Linked DNA regions of Sparus aurata: region 1 is linked to region 2. A link is a contact called in public Hi-C data. All regions are on one chromosome and are shown on one strand. The core of a region is the stretch at or near the end of the contact, and the rest is flanking DNA. Distances in the headings are between cores, read along the strand shown.

Region 1 (7,086 bases), core at 1,326-3,825, 140 kb before region 2:
AAACCACACTGAAATTAATCAGATATATAAAAATGAGAATATATAGGGGAATGTTTCAGAAATGTTTCTATCATGTTGAATCAATGTGAATACATTAAATAACTTATTCTGGTTGAATTAAATCAACACAAACTTAATAAAAACGTAGTAGAGAAACATAAACATAATGTGTTTCAAATTATTCGGTCTAGTAATTTCATTTATACACTTTGACTCGACATGATAGTAAAACTTTGCATTGAACCTATATAGAAGAATTAGATGGAAAATACATGTAATTAAAATACTTGATATTTTTCTTGATTGTATTTATCTTATGCCTCAGTTTGCGAGTGCAGCACCTCTGCACCATCAGCCTTTTATTCCTGCAAATAAATGAATAAGACAATAAAACACAATACATTTTGAAGATACTATATGTAAGAATTGTCCACCTTGAAACACAGTCCAAATACATTAACGCATATTTCCTCCCAGAGATATTTTTTCAACAAAGATCTAAATTAGCAAATACGTCAAATATGTCAGTAAGGTTCCTGACAGTGTTATAAACTGACAGTTTTGAATGTTTGAAAGTAAATTTCTTACATAGAGCTCCTTTAATTAAACTGCGTGTGTATCAAATCCCTTTTCACAGCAACAACAGCATGGCATTTAGATGGAGGATATTAAAATAGCACAGGAAAAAGTTTTATACATCATTGTCGTCACGAATGATTCAACAGTGATGCCGCAACTTATAAAAAGGATCAAGTGAGGTCACCGTCAATTATCCGGACCGCTACACCGAGATAATGCGATCTACATTGTGCTCATTCAAACTGAGCTCTTGTCTATCTCTTTAAGAAAGTCCAGACTGTTTTTAGAGCTGGCTGGTCATCATTAAAAATAGCAGAGGGGTGTGAGAGAGTGCGATAGCCTGAGCAGGAGCTGTGGTTTCTGACTGCAGCTCAACACTGAACATGTATGGAGTCCTCAGACAGAGGTTGGTGCTGCGTTCAGGGACTCTGCGTAAACTCCAGACTCTAAATAATGTCATAGGAAAACTTTGTTTAGGAGGATAGATGCAGTGATGTTTAAGAAATTGGCAACATTTATTTATTTTGATTCATTTAATCAAGTACTGTATTCAATTTGAAATACTTGCAGGCTACTTCCCTTTAATATTTCTTCTCATACAACTTCATACCTCTAGTACATTAGTTTATTGATCAATTGAGAGAATTAGAATTAATTGGTAACTCATTTGATAATCATTTGTCATATTTCATGCAAACACATTTCCTGGTTCCTGCTTCTCAGTGTGAAGAGTTGACCATTATGAAAGTGTCACTTTGTTATCAGGGCTATTGTGACAGCATATTTCAATATTGTCGGAATTTTTACTAACCTAACAATCCATCAATTAATTAATGGAGAACTTATTCAGAAGATAAATCCATAGGCTAATAAAAATTATAACTAGCTTCACATTAATCAACCAACTACTGTAAGAGAGTAGAATCCTGCTTATTCATTTATACATGAGTAATAATAATGTAATGTATAGTGGACAGAGAACATTTTCAACATTAAGTAATTTTACCTTTTTAATCTTAATTATATTGTTTATTTTTTGCTATTGTCATTGTTTGTTTGTTTTTGGTAATATTCTGTCCTGTGGCAAAACATGTCCCCGTTTGTGGGACAATAAAGGAATATGACTGACTGACTGACTGACTGATTGATTTACCTTTATTCTTAATACTGAAAACACATTTTCCTGACTATATATATATATATATATATATATATATACTTTATAAATTTTCAACGCTGGACTTTTACATCAAATATTTCCACAATGTGGTATTTGTACTTTGTCATCGGACATCCGAGGTGTTCAGGTGGGGTCCAAGTGTACAACAGACAGATATATAGGTAAATTAATATCTGGGTAGCCGCATCTCTATATACTTTAGTGGACCGTCTACTTCTTCCAGAAATGATTTTGTTTTATTTGTCCATTCTTAGTTACCCTTAAAATCATTTTGATATTCAATAACAATATTAAAGGGGAAGACAAAAACTTACCACCTTTAGATTTCTGTATCAAATCTGCATTTTCTTTTGTTCAGTTCGCTAAACTTTTTTTTTTACTTTATAGCTATTTGTCACGTTTTATTTTGGTTGACTTCTAGTTTAATCTTATTAAAAGAAGGCTCGTAGGGGCACTACGTAGTTTTGGAGAAGAAATTCAAACTCAGAATTTTAATATTTACAATATTAATGAGGTAATAATCCAAACTCAGATATATTTATTTTTTCCATAAGTAAATCAAAAAGCTATTTTCTCAGAGGAAATAAGGTCCAGAGAACAGTGTTTAAAGCTAGAAAGGTGGCAGGGTCCTCCAAATCTAAACAAATTAAAACAGTATGAAATTCTGTTGTCCTTCAAGGTCTTTTATTATTCAGTTTATTCAGTCGTGAAAAAAAAGAGTTTTATTCCACAAAAATACATAATGCACCATTAATGATATGAGTTTCTGGTGTAACCCACATTTCCGACATCCCGTGAATGCGTCTTGAAGGAGCACAGTCTGAAGTTAGTGAGCGTCAGTGAGTGACAGGTCTGCTGTTGTGAGTCCGTCTGCTGCTGGAGTTTAACCGCCGCTAGCTGAACACAAAACACACGTTAATAACGATCCTCTCGGTTCAATTCACGTTAAATCTTTAAATATCGTGTGTTTGTTTAATTTAAACGCACAGACTGAAGCTGTAGTAGTGAGTCAACGGTCCCGGACCGTAAACGCATCAGAAGCGCACGTGGGGGCAGGAGCCGACAGCCACCAACGGCTCCGTCGCGAGCGTCGTTAGAGACAGACAGGAAGGAGAAGGAGGCATGGTGACAGCGGAGCGGAGACAATGAGCCCCCGCTTCATTTCATCCCCCCGTCTTTCACTTTAAACATCTCACCGACACATGAGAGTCGCTAACTAGCTGCCGAACCGCTCCGTCTGGATTATTGACTGTGTGCGCTGCCGTCGGACCGCAAGTGACTTTATCTGCAGTGAAGAGGAAACATGGGGACTCAGGGCACCGGACGGAAAAGGTCCACCAAGAAGGAGAGGTCGACGGCGGAGGACGATGCCCTCAATCTCATAGCGAGAGAGGTGAGTGGAGTGTCTGTTAAACGTCAAATAAAACCATTTCTTTACCTCCAGAAACTTCATCTTCAGCCGATATAACCCCCCAGAACCTACAAACTGACAGATGTGTTGCTAAAGAAGCTAACATTTACTGATACACATCAACCAGTTTTGTCAAAACTCACGTCAAAATGTATAATTCATCCAGAATTTCACACCCGAATGGAGAAAAAGAAGTACACAGACAGAAACAGTTCAACACTTCAGCCAAATAAACAACATCTTATCACTTCCTTTTAAGTGTACAAACTTTTGTGAGACTCCCTGAGATAAGAAATCACATCACAGTCACTGGTGTTCATTTTCAAAACAGTATCTGACATTTTTAAATCGATTTTCTACCTTCCAGGCAACAATTGGTGCAGTTTTTATGTCAGTAGAGAATAAAAATGATGTTACACATGTAACAATTGTGGCAAAATGGCTCAAAGCAATATTTAGAGCCTGACCGATATGCAGATTTGGGATCAGTACCGATATTATTGATCTGATGTCGATATATGGGCCAATATACACGCACTTTTTGGAAAATTTCTTACAGAGGCAGAATATTTAACAGTCTAACAATTTATAAATGGGTTAGGGTGGGCAACATAATCAAATATCATGTTATTTTTGACCAAATACCTCAATATCAATACTGTGACCATACGCACTTTTTGGAAAATTTCTTACAGAGGCAGAATATTTAACAGTCTAACAATTTATAAATGGGTTAGGGTGGGCAACATAATCAAATATCATGTTATTTTTGACCAAATACCTCAATATCAATACTGTGACCATATAGTATTCTGGTAATTCTTGATTAATAATCATCAGTAACGTGGATATAACACGCTGGCAAGAGCATCAATTTAATGTGATGCAGCCTTAAAAACCAGAAAAAGACGTCACATGTAACGATATCACGATGCCCATATTCTAGGACGATGTATAGTCTCATATCATGATAACAATGGCATATGTATGTATTGCCCAGCCCTAAAGAACAGTTGGTAAATCAGTCCTTTCAGTCCAACACCTGTTTGGACAATTACATTGATAGGTTATAAATTGTATGAAGACAATAACTTTTACTGCAGGGATGTTTGTCCTCTCAGTGTGATGACTCAGCTGGACAATATCCTGTATCCAAGTCATCCAACACAGGGCCACCATTGGCTGATATATTGTACGTGCCCTACCATGTCATTCTTGATAAACTGGTCAGTCTAATAAAACAGTATGACAAAGTTGTCTTAACGCTACTGTTTGTAAGTTTGCACTTTTTGGATTCTTGTAATTATAATCTGCATGTAGGCCTAGGTTGGCAGTATATTACATATCCTCTTTAACAATATTGAATTTTTATTGAAGTTGGATTTTTGTCAACAGAGCTCAAGAGTCCATTTGATTTATTGTTTTGGTTGTGGGATTTGATTTAATTTTGATTTAATCGAACATTTCTTTCACATTCCGAATCCATTGTGAATTAAACGTTGACTCTATGGAAGCGTGTGACTGGAGTGGTGCGCTGTTATATTATTATTTTATTAGTGGCATAAAATTGTCTTAAAATGACAACAGTTTCAGAGTGTAAATTATTTCTGGGACAGTACATGCCCAGGCAAACTAGTCATGGTAACAGTCCTTTCTGTAACCGCCAGCTTATCAAAATGGCCTACAGTACCAAAGAATAAGCCTTCATGTACTAACCTGCAGGGATTGTTGGGCTCCCCCTCAATAATGCAAGACTGGAGCTGGCAGCAGTCACACGTAGTTGTTTCTTACAGATGCTGAAGTCATGTTGTGACAGGTCCACACTGTTTAAAGCTCCTAATCTCTTTTATGATGATGAGTCTAGTGTGGGATAAATGAATGTTTTATGGCAGGAATAATGCCCACTGTGTCGTCAGGACTTAAGTCGCGCTGTTTGAAGCGGATACCCCTCACGCTTTGTCTGCACTTGTGCCTTTGAGGTGTGAAACACAGGCTGAAAATCAATATTTGAAGGTAACATCAAAGGAAAATGGCAACAATGGAGGAAACACAAAGAAAAGCCAGATATTTATTGTTCTGAAGAAAGGTTTGGGATCCTTCTGTGAGGATGTTATCTGTATTTTTGTGGAAATACCAAAGAATGAACGTTAAATGTTGCCTAAAATACATTTCCAAGTTAATCACTGTGGATCGTAGTCTTGAGTCTTTCCCTCAGTGAGGTGTTGAGCATGAAATCCTGAACGTCGTCGCCAAAGTATGATGATGATTTGGGGCAGTTGCAGTTGAGAGGAAGTCGGGTCTGTGCTAACCCAACCCGGATGTTTCAGCAAATTTGCATGTCACCGTTAACTGACAAACACACACCCCATTGTCATCACGCTAGCTGTGAATAGCCTTGGTACCAATGTCAGGCCTGCAGAGGTTTGACTGTTTGAATGTTATCTTCTCTTAACTGCTTAGCTGACTATTGACTCTGCAGTAATGTATCTGAGGTTGCACATTCCTGTAGCTGGAAGTCTTGTTGTAGTCTATTTGCGGTGGCAGCAATGTTCCTGCAGTTTGTCAGAGCTTATGTTCGCAGCAGCAGATACACTGTATCTAAGCAGGAGATTCTCTGATGACTGACTGATCTGCCACTTGTGGTAGTGAGCAACAGCTTTAGTAGTAGCGGAGTAATTGTGGCCTGTTTTCTGTCACATCTGTGCAGTGATGAGAGAGTCTGGGCCTTTAAGTAGCGGAGGGGGTCACGTACCTCGCTGGCAGTCCTCTGACAGGACGGTATGTCAGCCCTGATGAGTTGGCCTGTTCCGCAAAAGAGTTTTTAAAATAGACGCTCCTGAAAGATCAGCTGTTGCTGCACCCCAGTTTTAGATCGGGTCTGTGGGTGGGGGATGGGGATGGAGGAGGAGGAGGAGGGGTGTGGCGACCAAATGGCCATCCCACCAGCATGGAAACATGGAAACAGTAATTTACTTTGGCACAGTTGCACAGAGTTTGTCTGGGGAGTCAGGGAGTTCAAGCTGCTGTTTTAGTCGCTGTACATTTCTCTTCCCCTCCCCTCTTAGTATCACAGGTCTCTGATAAACTGTCAATAAACCTGACTTATCCTGGACCAAATGGGAGAAGACCACACAGCAAGAACTATCAAGAAGAAATGTCAGCATGGAATACCAGTGTTCTTAATGCTGTACTTTATAGAGTTGCTTCCCTACTGATGTCAAACAGTTTAAAACCAGTTGTAAACATTAATTTGCATGCCTTCAGCTGACTATAGATGACCTGGGCAGAGCCTGGACTCTATTTGAACTGTTCTTTACTCAGATTCTTGGTGGAAAATATTTATGGATATATGTCTCAGAAATTATTTACACAAACATTTTTAACATTTTTTGTTAATGAAGGCAGGCTTTTGATGGAGTTCATCTGACTTACTCTGCACCATCACATATAAATCACCAATCCAGGAATTTCATGATGTCATTCCACTCTGTTAAATCCAGTCCTCTTTAGGTAGTTATAATTTACAAGCTGATTTTAAAAAGAATTAATCATACTGTACATACTAAATTACACAGTAGAACAAAACAATGAGCAGAAGAGTAATATATCAAGCAAGGACCTGAGCTCATAAGAGCTTTCAGCCGAATGATGTAATTCAGAGATGAAGTAGTAGCAGCGTTGTGTGGTGTGTGATTTTAAGATTATTTAAGGCCCCTACACATCCTCACATGTGTTTGAGTTATCCTGTCTGAGTAAACTAAGCTAGGAATCACATGAGGTCACCATACTTCAAGAACTAAGTTAATAATAAGGCTAAAAGTATGATAGGTCTTTTTCAAATAAGATGTTTAGACATGTCACAGTAGAAACATCACAGATTTTAATGATTGATTAAATTAAATTCCATTTACATGAC
Region 2 (6,511 bases), core at 30-2,529:
TTCAGAATTCCACTCTATGCAAAGCTCCTGTATGTGTGTCTCCATTTCACCCCGATGATTGTAATAAAAGAGAACAAATGGAAAATTTGAGATTAACGACACGTGAGCCTTATTTATCTTCTGTACCGGTCGTATGAGTAAATATCAAAATGTGTCATCTTTATAGTTTATTATAAATCACAGTTCATTAAGACACATTGTTAACCTTTTCCAGGCAAATGGGGAAAAATGGAAAGAAAATATGATAAAAGGTCTCTGAATAATACAAATTTTAAAGATAATATGGGAAAATATACTTAAAATAATCAAATTTTATAATTATCCCTAATAAATGACTTGTACACGTTATACTGAGGCTTCCAGGCCGTCCACATGATAAACAAAATGTAGCTGTGCACAGCAGACAAAAGAATTACATAAATGTAAATATATTAAACATACTAAACAATGATTACAACATAGTAAGTGATGTCAAAAAATATGATTACAATGTCAAGATAGGAAGTAAGGGGACACGTAAGTATGAGATAAACATAATCATATTTATCTAATAATTTTCACTTTCTTACTTATAATTTTCCTTTTTATCTCGTAATTTTCTGCATTTTTTCTGATAATTACCTTTTTTTAATATATATTTTTGAGTATCTGTCCCATATTGATTACTTTTTTCAAATAATTATGACTTTTATCACATAATTTTGAATTTCTATGTTATAATTTCAACTTTTTCTCTCATAATTATAATTTTTCGCTCATTATTTTGACTTTTTACCTCATAATCATGACTTTGTTGTCGTACTTAACACTTTTTTTAACCATGTAATCATTTTATCTCATAATATCTACTTTCTATCTACAAAATGATTCCTTTTTTGATAACTTTGACTTTCTCCCTCATAATTTTGGCTTTGTATGTCATTATTATGACTTTTTTTTATCGCTTTGACTTTTTATTTACTATGTATTACCTTACTTTCATACCTTTTTATCTCACTATCAGATTTTTTTCTCTTATAGTACATAAGTTTTCATTTTTTCTCAACAAAATCACAATCACATAAAGATAATCAATAAAGATAAACAATTTAAACTTGACAGATGTGGTACTCCAGATGTGGGGTGGAGGGGTGGAGTTATATTTATAAACCAGCTGATGAAAGTCTTCCCTCAGTCTGTTGTCGGTGTAAACAGCTCCTCCAGGTGTTTTCCTGCTGTCACACTGAGCCTCCAGGTGACTCACCTGTACAAACTTCACTCTCCCTTCAAATAACTGCGACCTCCTTCTATTCAAACACAGCCGCAGTGCGCATGCGCCGGGCAGTGACGTGTCGAGAAAGTGTCAAACAGAGAGGATGTAAAGATGATCGAAAACTCTCCGGATCGACTTATTAGGATATTTAACGCTCGCTCGTCTGGATAGTTAACCCGCTAGCGTCACCTGTAGGGTTAGATTTTAAACACGGACTGCTTCTCTTCAGTTGAGTTGAGGAAAGTCGGTTTAATTCACTTTTTGAAGCCGCGACATTGACCGTTGAGCTAACTTAGTTAGCGGCGGTTGAGCTAGCCGGAGTCCGTACGGAGCGTTAGCATGGGCAGCCGGCGGAGCTAACACTTAACATGTAACTGTAGTGCAGCCGCTGGTGTTAACGTTAGCTAGACTCGTAGCTTTAGTGTGGTCGTGCATCTCTCGGTTCGGTAGCGTTCAGCGCGGTCGGTCGGTCGGTCGGTATCCAGCTGGCAGCAGGACTGAAGCCTGAAAGAGAGGACCATGTCTCGGAGACGGCTGGACAGTCGCAGCGGTCTGTCCGCGGGGCTGCTCAGCGAAATCCAGACCCCGATCAGCACGGAGCCCGTGGAGAGTGTGTATGAAATCACCGGGGAGCTCGGCAGGTGAGTGAAATGTTCCCCTGAAAACTCTCAGAGAAGTTCACACAGTCTCCTCTCTGTCTGCGAGAAGCCTTAAAAGTTCAGTTAAAGACTCATTTCACTGTGATCTCTGCCAAAAGTATCTGGATTGTTGATTAGAAGTCAAACTGGCATTAACAGGATTAACTGCATTACAAACATATCTCCTTTATTAGATCATAATCCCACTATGAAATACTGCATCAGCGTGGAAACTGTTGACTGACAGTGCAGGAAAAGTTTAATAATGCAGCCTGAGTGTGTGTCAGACATTTCCATTTGTTATCACAGTCAGCTCTCTGATATCAGGGCGCTGGATTAGCACCAGCAACCAGCCAAGTGGAAACAAGGGTGATATTTGAATATTCACCACGCATTTGGGTAATTTTTGCACCCTGTAGTGAACTTTAAACTCATATTCTGTATATATGTATGATACTTTTACCAGCCCACATTGTCACTACGGGTTTAGACAACATTGGACATGACTAACTTGTGTGTTGGGGGATTTTCTTACAACTATATATAATTATGACGACATACTAGTATTCACAGATATATATGGGTATCTGTGTATGTTGTCAGACAGTGTTGAGCAAGTTACTTTCAAAATGCAATATATTGAGTAATAAACTTTAAAAACCTTTTTAGGAAACCACAGTATTTCGTTGTTCACACAGTGACACGGATTGTGTCGCTGCTTTTCTGTAATTTTGCAAAGTTTAAATGACTCCTTGAATCATTTTGTTGATAAATAATTGATGAGTGATGGAGCTGTTTGTCAAATTATATCTGGCATAAGTAGTTTCAGATAAACATGTACAGAGTGTTAAACCAACACATGCTGTAGAGGTTGTTTTGCATGGATATTGCTCTTCCTCGTTCCTCAGTTTGCTTACAACGTTCGATTAATTGTCAGCTATAAAACAATCAACAACTATTTTGATCAAGAAAAAAGCTAAAATTCTCTGATTCCAGCTTCTTAATGTGAATATTTTTTGTTTATTTTCTGTCATCTTTGAGTTGTGGATAAAACAAGACATGGCAGGACGTCATTTTTCACAATTTTCTGACATTTTATAGACCAAACAGCCAATCGATTAATCGAGGATCTTATCATTGTTTGGATCACGACTTAATGTGTTTGAAACTTGTGCCAGAACCACAGAGTACAGCGTGATGTTTACCAAAGTGTGACTACCGATTCAGACATCATCAGATGAGAGGAATAACACAGAAACCACATATCACATTATCACAAACATTTGAAGGGAACCTGAAAAAATTTCCTTTTATGGCAATGACATGTCCTTTATCTAAGCAGCTCTAAGAAGGCTGCAACACTTATTTGATTAGTTGTCAGCTTTTAAACTAATCAGCAGCTATTTTCATTACTGATTAATCGATTTTGACTTGTTTTCTCAAGGAAGCAAGTCAAAATCGTCTGAATTCAGCTCCTCAAATGTGAATATTTTCCTTTTTCTTCCTCCTATTTGACAGTAATTAGTTTTTACAGTTTGAGTTTTATTTATTTTTAACTTTAGGAAACAAACAGACAATGAATATAATCGTGAGTTGCAGCCCTGTTGTATAAAGATGATACTCGTGCCAGCACTGCGTCACTACAGTTTTAGACAACAAAAGACATGAGGGGACAAATGCAATAACCACATATCACATTGACCGTAGAAACACTTTTTAAACTAACCAGTTTTCATACAATGTAACCTCAAGTTTGTTTTGTCTGTAATGTTTACTTGGAGAGCACACAGTCAAATAATTCAATACACTAACGTTAACTTGGCGTGTGGACTCTGGACCGTAAGCTTCAACCACTGTTCACACACGAGCCTCGCCGTGCCAGGAGACCTGACTTCATCGCGCTACAGTAGACCTTTGTCATGTGTTTGGCAGTGTGTGTGTGTATGTGTGTGTGTGTGTGTGGGCACCATGGCAACAGCTGATGGTGGATGGTCATATCCTAAGAACTCTGAGGTGTGTTTGAAGTGATGTGTCATGCGGCGTGCGCTGTGTAATTCGGATGTCAAAACAGGAAGAATGAAACGAGTACATGTGGAAACCAGACTGTAGAAAGAAGAAATGGCACAAGCCGCTTCTGTTTCGCGTATTTCTGTGTGATTTGACAAAAAAAAGGGAAGTTAACATGTGCAATAATTTCAAGGAGATGATAATGTACGTTCTTGTTCTAGTTAGCTACATTTTCCTTTGAAGGAATTCATATTAATGAGGTCAATAAAAATGACCTTTAGCTGTGGAACATTCCGTGTCATCGTGTCGCCCTATTTCTCACGTCAAACTGCAACTATCAGTTAGATTTAGAATCGATTAATCAGTTTTATGTGGACTTGGTTAAACATTAATCAGTATTTTCTTTATTACCATCAAATTAAATGAGTGCATATTATGAGAAGAGTAGGTCAAAGCGCCAACCAACTCTGAAGTTCTTGTTTTAGCTCATTGTTTTAGATTTACAGGCCACAAATTTAATGTTGGCGGCTGTTTATTACAGCTCGCCTAATATATTAGTTTTCCTTTCACAGATTTATCGGTATCTGTAATTATTGTCCAACATGCAGCGATATTAGATTATAATGCAGCAAAATAAGCTTGGGATGATTTATAATCATTAAATTCTGAGTTGAGTTTAATGTTTCAGTGCACTGATTTAATTTCGAACAATAAAGTTTATTCTTAAACTGTAAAATATTCAACCTCAGTTACATGTTTGTGTTGCGAGTGTTTGATAACTACATGAGAGGGATCACTGCAAGAAAATGTCTGTATATCTGCTGATATACACGTCTCAAAATTAGTTAGGGGTGTTGGGATATGCATTAAAAATGAATCAAATGAAATGTGTTACATTATTTTTGGGACCAAAAATATTGACAAAACACACAATAACAATTTGGATATGTCACAGCACAATAATCAATTGAAATATTAGAATATCCCAGTATTACTCACTCATTCTGAGTGTGCATATCTCAAAGTTTTTATGACCCATAAAATCAAGTATCAGTCAGACTTTTTATTGTTTACAGCAAAACTGCTCTAATAAAACAGCTGTATGTTTCCTGCCAGGCTCCCAATGTCCGACAAAGTTGGTGACACGCTCGTTAGCATAGCATCCAGGAAGCTAATGAGTCAGAGAGTTTTGGTGTCGACTGAACCACGGCTAATGGAAGGTAAATACTGGACGTGAGAAACAGCTCAAAATAAATGCCGGTGTGTCCACTGGCTTGTTGGGTGAAGCTGTTGTCATAACAACCTGATACGCTGTTGGTTTGCGGTGGACGTGTCTCTGGTCACCAAAAGTGGATCCGTGTTAGTTAATAAAGGGGCAATAGAACGATTTAATACGTGAAGACGAGTGAACTCATCGTGAGGAGTGTTATTCAGTCTGGAACAGCAGCTGTACGGCAGCTGTCCTCTGTGGTGCTGGACCAGCTTTGTCAAGAGGAAATAACCCAGATGATGTGCTGCAAGACCACACGTTTTATTTTTATATCATGAGACATTAACCTTCTCAAGTTTGAAAAGGTGCAGACATTTACTGATGAAGGAAGGTCTCAAGAGTAACTACAGTTCTTTAGGGCTGCAACTAACGATTATTTTTATCAATTTATCTGAAGGTTAATCTTCACCAGTAATCGATTTATTACTGGTGTCCTAATCACAATTTCCCAGAGTTCAAAGTGACGTTGCTCCTTGTAAAGCCAATAGTTCAAAACAAAAACACTCTTTATTTTCAGACATTTAAGAGGCTGGAACCAACAATTGTTTGACATTTTTGGTTGAAAAAGTCTGTGTTTAATTTCCCTTCAGTTGACTGATCGTTAATAGACCAGTCGCTGCAGCTCTTCTGTGTTGCATTATTGGAATTTAATGATCTCGTTTCATGATCGACATCTGCTGCTTTGATTATGACCTACTTTTGTGTCTGCAAATCTCATAACTTAACTGAAGCGCAGTACTAAATTGCTGGACTTCTCCTTTTAATAAATGTATAATTAAAGTCAGGAATAAAGAAAAATGTCTGCCACATGTCAACATACCCTTAAACTGCTCCACTAGTGTGCAGGGGAGTGAACATTTATTGATTAAACAGCTGCTGGGCAGATACCACAGGAAGACACAGACATTTAAAAAAGCAGAAGTCTCCCCAGACTTCCTCAGTGTCAGCCTCCGCTGTCAGCTCGAGCATTTCACACATTTTGTTTATCAGATGTATGAAAATAAGACTGTAAAAGTGATGGGTGGTGCTGCTGCGGTAGGATTAGTTTAGCTCAATTGTTCTATTCTTTAAGAGAAGTCCTTCTGGGACCGTAACCTTCACAGCCGTTGCTCTACGGTTATTTTTGGATATTTTCTTTTGTGGCCTTCGTTGCGAGGCCTTGTGGAGAAGTGTTTCCATGAATTGCATAAAATATCGTCTGGATGCCAAAAAGTTGATGGTTTTTTTCAGTGAGGGCGGCGTAGGTTCAGTTCTAACAACAATTTGAGAGTCAATTTGTGATGTTTCTTGTTTACGTATTGTTTTTTGTGTCCTGTCAAGTTGTACAGAGAGAGTGAGAGCACA

The links. A called contact is a pair of places that touch in the nucleus more often than the background predicts.
Region 1: a Hi-C map of an unstated tissue shows a contact between it and region 2, with 2.0 times the contacts expected there. The contact joins the promoter of lrrfip1a here to the promoter of stk17b in region 2. A contact is called at or near these places in 2 of 2 Hi-C or Micro-C datasets (skeletal muscle and an unstated tissue).

What each region holds. Positions count from the first base shown.
Region 1 is chr9:31,838,864-31,845,949 of fSpaAur1.1, reverse strand. lrrfip1a (leucine rich repeat (in FLII) interacting protein 1a) reads left to right here and starts at 2,575. Exons shown (of 29, transcript XM_030427852.1): 1 at 2,575-3,152. The coding sequence starts at 3,063.
Region 2 is chr9:31,697,520-31,704,030 of fSpaAur1.1, reverse strand. It overlaps stk17b (serine/threonine kinase 17b (apoptosis-inducing)), which reads left to right and starts at 1,279. Exons shown (of 7, transcript XM_030427928.1): 1 at 1,279-1,893. The coding sequence starts at 1,772. It overlaps hecw2a (HECT, C2 and WW domain containing E3 ubiquitin protein ligase 2a), which reads left to right. Exons shown (of 30, transcript XM_030427857.1): 30 at 1-96.